Regions from separate parts of the Mus musculus genome. Here region 1 is linked to region 2. The links are chromatin contacts, called in public promoter capture Hi-C maps. All regions are on one chromosome and are shown on one strand. The core of a region is the stretch at or near the end of the contact, and the rest is flanking DNA. Distances in the headings are between cores, read along the strand shown. Region 1 holds the start of Chgb (chromogranin B). Region 2 holds the start of Pcna (proliferating cell nuclear antigen).

The links. Promoter capture Hi-C pulls out the DNA fragments that hold promoters and counts their contacts.
Region 1: a promoter capture Hi-C map of hippocampal neurons shows a contact between it and region 2, with 2.0 times the contacts expected there. The contact joins the promoter of Chgb here to the promoter of Pcna in region 2. A contact is called at or near these places in 2 of 39 promoter capture datasets (hippocampal neurons and liver) and 1 of 115 datasets of contacts at active chromatin or transcription factors (astrocytes).

What each region holds. Positions count from the first base shown.
Region 1 is chr2:132,779,914-132,783,984 of GRCm38.p6, reverse strand. It overlaps Chgb (chromogranin B), which reads right to left and starts at 2,343. Exons shown (of 5, transcript NM_007694.5): 1 at 2,203-2,343. The coding sequence starts at 2,251.
Region 2 is chr2:132,251,031-132,254,779 of GRCm38.p6, reverse strand. Pcna (proliferating cell nuclear antigen) reads left to right here and starts at 1,600. Exons shown (of 6, transcript NM_011045.2): 1 at 1,600-1,964; 2 at 2,780-2,877; 3 at 3,022-3,089; 4 at 3,342-3,536. The coding sequence starts at 1,744. It also overlaps a transcript of Cds2 not described here.

The sequences.
Region 1 (4,071 bases), core at 1,094-3,593, 530 kb before region 2:
CCCAATATAAACTGGGTACTTTAACTACCCAGACTGCCAAACTATTAACCCTTGTCAGAGTTGATGGACAAGGGATGTCTCATTGTCCTAGACAATTAGCAGTTTACAAATTACTAGTATAGAGCATCCTCGTTTTCCCAAGGGAGACTCCTCAGACTCTTCTTAATCGAAAGGAACTAGGGTTTGCTTATGGAGCTGCGTTGTGAGCCTTGGTGAGAGTGCTAAGTAATATGTATTTCTTCCAATAGAATCTGTGAGAGCAAAGAAATGACTAAAGATGTATTAGGTACCCAAAACTGGTTTAGCTTATTTCTGTAGCAAATAAGAAATACATTTAATGCTTATGGAAAAGTAAAATAATCAAATGACAAAAAAAAATCAAATAGCAAATCTGAGAATAGCTCTTGAAGCATCAGCATCCATAAGACTATGAAGGTTTGATTCATGTGAAAATCACAGCTGCAAAGTAGGCTCAGCATGTTCTTTTGCTGGTAAACCATGGGCACCCCAAATTCCACCAAACTTGCGAGTCAAACAGGATCTGCATAGCAAAAATACCTTTATCTTTTATGTGATATGGATATGGATTTGGTTTATTCATATTAATTTTTAAGGTGCACAGTACTTACACAGACAGTTGTGGATCTCCTTCAAGAAGCTCGAAATGGTAGAAAATTAACCAGATGACTTCCTGGGGTCTCAACCATGATTTTACTAAGTAACAAACTACTGGAATCCCCTCATTGCCAGATTTGGGGAGGTGGAAATGAGGAGGTGAGTGCTAAGATACATGGTGTGTTTCTGGGGTGATGACCATGCCCTAAAATTGGTAGTGGAGATGGTTATAGTCAAAGTGAAGCAGTAGGCTGCACGATGAGTGAGTAGTTGCCTAAAACAGAAGAGATTTGCATAGCTTCGGTATTTTACTACTAAATATTCCTTCATAAGAGGTATGAAATGTTTAACCACCACCAAAAAGTTTAATTAACCAGTTAAACGATTTACAAAAGGCTTACTGTTTTGTAATCTAGAACAGAATGTACATTGTGTACAATGTATCATTGTGTCCTGTTCAGCAATATCTTTCCGAAATACTTTGGACTTGAAAATTTCTAAGTTGTTCAGTTTGTTTCCTTTTATCAAATTAAGAATATGATATTTATAAAAAATAGTTATTTATAAAAATGATTTTTAAAAATAAGAACATTATGAATGCAATAACATAAATTACCATTGGCTTTCATTTTGTCAAACATTGGATGAGAGATTCCTGTCAATCAAAGGCATATATATATATATATTATATATATATATATACATCTATATATTTCATATAGACATATGGATATCTCAATTCTAGTTAGAAATCTCAGTCTCAGAACAAAACACTTTTCCGAGGACATTCACAGAGACAAAGAGCTGCTAGTGTAATTTGGTGTTATACTTATTTTTCAGTCTCCCAACACAAACACATCTTTCAGGCTATTGGAGACCATTGAGTAAATTTAGAGTAGTTTGAGACTTAGCAACGCACTCATCCACACACAACCGTCAAATATTAACTACTTCTGCTTTCATTCTTCAAAATTGACTAAAACATTTATTTTGCTACTCCAAAGATAATTTCATGGGTGTAACACAGTCTTGTTATTTTTATTTCTGGAGCACAAAAGGAAAGAAATATCTAGTACAGCTTCCATTCATAAATTAACATGTGAATTACCTCTCTTTAGAAACATAAATACAAAGTGTAAATATGTTAACCCTGTAAACAGACACACGAAGACCTGCACACACATATATGACACGCTGAGGGAAATGCCTTAAATGCACTCAGATTTAGTTCTAACTCAGTGCCTTTATAATAATAGAGGAAACTCTGCAGGGGCCAACTGCGTGCATTCCCACCCCTCTGCGGTCACGGGGCTGTGAAAAGTCACACGGAGAGTCAGGCTACAAAGGCTCTCTCTAGCTCTGTATAGAGCCTGACATCTCTGCAGAGAACACAGAATGCGGCTTTGCTTCCAAGGGCTGCACAGCCCCGGCGGGGAAAGGAGGAAAAAGCTGGACAGCTCTTGCTTCTCCTACTCAAAGCCAGGCCAGGCAAGGCAAGGGATACAGGGAAGAGGAGAGGCGAGATAGAGGGTGAAACCCAGTGCCGCCAGCTCTAGGAGCTGTCCGGGGTGCTGAAATCCCACTCACCGGCCAGAGCCGCTGCGCCCAGGAGGCCGAGGAGCATAGCCGGCTGCATGGTGCCTCTCGCCAGCTGAGTGTAGGAGGAGCTCGGCGGGTGCGGGCTCCGCAGAGCAGCTGTGGCGCGGTGGGCGCAGGCCTGGCTCTTATGAAGGGCAGGCGGGGTGCAGTACCCGGGGGCGAGCGGCGGGCGGGGGCGCCCCTCGCTCAGCCCTGACGTCACGGAGCAGCCCCGAGGCGGCGCCAGCGGGCGGAAGCACAGCCAGTGTGTGCGGCCTTGCGCAGGGTCCCAGCAGGCACGGGCAGGGATGCGGGGACGCCAGGTGCTGTAGATCTCAGGCAAGAAGGGACAAGGGTCCGGCTCATATTGTCGCGCCTGCGCTCCAGCTCCTCCGCGCACACCTCCGATGCTGCAGTTTGGGGTTGTGGGATACTTGTGATTCTGAAGTGTGTAAATGACGGGGGTCAGCTTTCTGTATCCTCTGCCAAGCTGAAGAAAATCCTTGCTTGGAATAAATACACAGGCGGTTCTTAGACCTTAACAAGAGAGTAATGGCTGTAAACCTCAGTGTGCAACCATGAATGTGTAACCTGCTCTTGGTTGAGATGTTTGGTCAGTGTCTGTGTATCCCATCTATGGCACTTCTGTCTTCTGTTTATGGAATCTCCTACCCGACGTACTTATTCAGATGAACTTAAAAAATCAAACAGGCCAAAGGATACACTTCAAAATTCTCTCTCTCTTTTAACCTCAATTTTTTCCAAGTTCAGTTTTTTCTGTAACTACTTTCTGTGGCTTAGGCCTATTTTAGTTTGGAGCACACATAATTGGTGCTTTTCCTTTCGCTCTCCCCACCCCTCTCCCTCCCCCTCCCTTCCATTCCCATCTCCCTCTCCCTCCTCTCCCCTTCCCTCCTCGCCCCCTTCCTCTCCCCCTCTTTCTCTTGATTGGTCACTTACCCAGCTCTTCTGATAGACATTTATTTAAGCTGTCACCCTTTGGCCCTTAGTTACTCTTTTACAACAGGAGCATAGCTTGGGGTGAGGTAAGGAGTACATCCTTGAAAACCTGTTCTTCTTTGCTTGCTTTTAAATAGAGATAGAAACGCATTTTAAATTATGTGCGCAATGGAGATGATAGCATCTTCCAGGTTATTTTCAACATGGATTCTGTTAGCCTGATAAGGAATTGGGGGAAAAGCGCCAGGCAATCGTCCTGCCCAGAAGAGACACAATCTGCTCTGATAACAGATTTCGAGGACCAGTGAAACCTGACGTGAGATCTTTTTGGTCAGGTGATAAAAGTTTTCAGTTCCTTTTCCTGAAAAGAGTGAGGCTCAAATTCTCTTTGCACATGCTGAGAACATAGAAAGATGCCTCTCCCTGGAAGGTTATTTACCCAAACTGCAGCCTCAGAGCATATGTTTTTAATTTTTCATTTATGTTTTTCTACATTGCTGGAGAGAACACAGAGCCACGGGCATACCAGGAAAGCACTCTACCAGTCTCCTATATCATCAACCCCAGTCTTAAAAATGATAGTTCTGCGACAACTGGTAAAATTTGAAAAGGCATGTAGATTACATCCCTCTCTGGGAACTGCACACATGTGTAGGCAAAACACCCATCCACATAAAAGGAAATACATCTTTTCAAGTTTTAAAAAGAAGAAAGCAAAATATGAAAATGAACAAAGCCTATTGTCAGAGAAGGACTGGAAACTCTTGCCCACCTGGGCTACATATAACAAGCAGAGAATGTGTGAGAAGACACAGGATATTACACCAGAGAGGCCAGTGCTTTGTAAGCGACCTGCAAAGACTCACAGGCCTTATGGCCCAGTTCTTTTTGACTGGCTGCTCTCCTTAGTTCACTACC
Region 2 (3,749 bases), core at 351-2,850:
GTGGTCGAGAGTATTCTAGACCTGATGGAATCAATGAATCTTCAATACTGTGAGAGTGATTAATACATTTGTGTCTCAGCATACCTAGATATATGGTGAAAAGAATAAAAGAAAAAAAAAGCTGAGAAATCCTACAAACCAAGATATTAAATGAAACTAAAGAGTTAAGCTTGATGCCAGACTGTGGCATCAAATTGTGAGTTCAAGGCCAGCATGGATAACAGAGTGAGTTTGATGCAAGCCTCAAAAAATTATGGAGACTCTTAACAGGCTGAGGCTATAGCTCAATAAGTTATACAGTTTTCTGGCTAAATCCCCAAGCCAGGAAAAGAAAAATCAAACAAGACAAACTAAAGGGAAATGCAGTGAATAAGGAAAGAATAAATGAACATGAAATGGAATTAATATGCTCCTATGTAAACTTTTTCCCCTTTGGTCAGTCTTGGTAGATAGTCCAAGGTGAGTTTAAATCTAGGCCCTCCGACCTCAGCCTTCCCATGTGCTGGAATTATAATCACTAATCACTCTCACCAGCTAAAACGGTCCTTTTAACTTTCTGAAATTGTATATACCTTATTAGTGAAAAGCAAACAAACAAAAAACCCTTACACACATAAATAAAACATCACACACCAAAAGCTTTCTTCACAACTCAACCAACTTCTATACAGTTAGAAGAGGCATTCCAAATGGAAACTATCAAGTTTCACATTAAAGTATTACACTTTCATTATCAAATATATTTTACCTACCACCAAAACCAAAAGAAAAAAACATGAGAAATTGAAAAACTCTATATCCTTTTGTAAATGATGTTAATCTACCTGCAGTCAGTTCTTCCCCATCCTCATAATCAATAGGAAAAACAAAAAAACAAAAAAACTTTAGTAGAACAAAATGCTGCAGCCCAGGGACATATGAAAGACGCTCCACCTGCAACAGCTAACATTTTCAGGATGGGGCTCAGGCTCGGGTTCATCTTCAGCCTAAAATTAAGATGAAAATACTAGTAATATCTACCTTTAGAAAAATGTAGAGAACCAGACATAAAAGGAAAATAATTACGTGATACATATGGACTTGGTATCTTCTTTGGAGAAGCGTTCACGTTAAGAGGTATTTTTTTAGTCTTTAGAGAGAAAAGTTCAGAGCGACGCACACAGAAAAGTGATATGAAATGGGGGGGGGGGTAGGGGTGTTAAAATATGGTGGCCTCTTTATTACTCGATATTTTGCAGCGTATTTCTTACGTTAGGGAAAACGCTCCGTAGTGTTTAAAATACTCTCCAGCTTCAAGGCAGGCCGCCGCGCACAGCTCGATTTGCCTGTGACTTCCACTTCCGTGGCGCGGAAACTTCCTAAGGATGGAAACTGCAGCCTAAACTCCCACAAACTTGGGCGGTGACGACAGCCTACGCGAACCCCGTGATGCCCCTCGCCTCCCAGGCTCCTACCCCGCAGCCCCGCCTTTGCATACGCGGTGGGGCGGGCCTTGCTCAAACCACGGGTACGATTGGTCCTTGAGGAGAGGTGGGTGGATCAGCGCTGTGGCGTCATGACCTCGCGCAGGGAAAAGGCGCGCGCCTAGGAAGCCGCGGCATTAGACGGTTGCGGGCGCAGAGGGTTGGTAGTTGTCGCTGTAGGCCTTCGCTGCCGCTTCTGCATCGTGAATCGGGGGACCTTGGCAGCCAGACCTCGTTCCTCTTAGAGTAGCTCTCATCTAGTCGCCACAACTCCGCCACCATGTTTGAGGCACGCCTGATCCAGGGCTCCATCCTGAAGAAGGTGCTGGAGGCTCTCAAAGACCTCATCAATGAGGCCTGCTGGGACGTCAGCTCGGGCGGCGTGAACCTGCAGAGCATGGACTCGTCTCACGTCTCCTTGGTACAGCTTACTCTGCGCTCCGAAGGCTTCGACACATACCGCTGCGACCGCAACCTAGCCATGGGCGTGAACCTCACCAGGTGAGCGGGTGGCGGGAGCGGGGCCCCACTCTTCCCGCTTCCGCTCTTGGCGGGGCTGTGACTCTGCACGCTCATTGGCTGGCTTGGCCATCCGCGCTTTCTGATTGGTCTATGGTGTCGGGGGCAGCCCTCACCAAAGCGCGCGGTTCCGAAAAGCCCGCGCTGGCAGTGGCGCCCACTCTGTTTCCGCGCCAAAGCCACAAAGCGGGAGTCCGCGGGAAAATGAGTGCTCCGGAGCTGTGCTCATTAAATGCCTGCAGCTTTGAGTGGCTGGTCTTAGCGCCTAATAAACGAGTCTTAGTGCAAATGTAATGTCGACTTAGAGTGACAATAGACCTTTTCTTGACTTCCAGAGTCTCACTGCGCATCATGGATTTGAGGGGAAATCTGTCAGTTTTAGCTTTTAACTTTGCTACAGCTACCTAGGTTAGTGCCTCCTGTATACGTGTTCAAGGACAGTGTGTGACTTATTTTAGTACAGATACATGGATTAGTGCCACTTGTATACATTTTGAAAGATTTACGAAAAGGCCAGACGTGATGGGGCACATTCTCCAGTACACTAGAAACCAAGGACACCCCGCTCAAAAAGATGCTTTCTCGAATGTTGGCTTTTAGTGCATTTTACTAAGTCGGTTTTAAGAATCACATATACCCGGTAATTTGCTTCACCCCTGAGAGAGTTTGGGGTACCCTTAGCCCCTTTAACAGTTCTCCAACCGTGAGTGTGAAATGGTACAACTTGTAATTGCTTTTTAAAATATAGATGTGGATTACATGTTGATAAAGCCTGTCTTTTTTTTTTTCCCCCCTAGCATGTCCAAAATTCTAAAATGTGCTGGTAATGAAGACATCATTACATTAAGGGCTGAAGATAATGCAGACACCTTAGCACTAGTATTCGAAGCACCAAGTAAGTTAAACACCTTTAAAACTCGGTAGTTACGTGTTGTTTCTGTTTCTCAAAACCAAAAAAAAATATTAACAATATTGTAAAATTTCCATCATAGATAGGACCGTGTGGTGTGCTTTGGTAACATTTTCCTTCTTTTGGTAGATCAAGAGAAAGTTTCAGACTATGAAATGAAGTTAATGGACTTAGATGTGGAGCAACTTGGAATCCCAGTGAGTTACCTTGTTTCTGATTGTGTGTTACCCTGCTGTGATACCAGCTGATGCGTGTTCTGAGTGGAGTGGTGGTATTGGGGATGAATGGCACACTGCCATTTCACTAAACCACAGCAGTCTAAAGTTGATTGAGTTTTAAAGAAACCAGAAGTCTTGCATTCTGAGTTCTGGTTAAGATGCTAAATCTTGAGAACATGAAGCTGAGCCTTCCCCCTTTTCTAGACTGACCTTTAACTTGTGGGTTTACAGGAACAGGAGTACAGCTGTGTAATAAAGATGCCGTCGGGTGAATTTGCACGTATATGCCGAGACCTTAGCCACATTGGAGATGCTGTTGTGATATCCTGTGCAAAGAATGGGGTGAAGTTTTCTGCAAGTGGAGAGCTTGGCAATGGGAACATTAAGTTGTCACAAACAAGTAATGTGGATAAAGAAGAGGAGGCGGTGAGTAGTAAGGGGGCGTCCAGTTAGGTGTCTGAAGCAGGGATGGAGCCTCGGCTTTTGTTTTTATTTATTCATTCATTTTGAGATGGAGTCTTGAGTAGACCAAGCTATCTTAGAGCTCAGAGACGACTCCATAAGCTTTTACAGGTAGCATTTGGAAAGCTAAGTGTACAGCCTTTTGCTTCCTGGAAATACTCTTGGCAAATAAGTGAG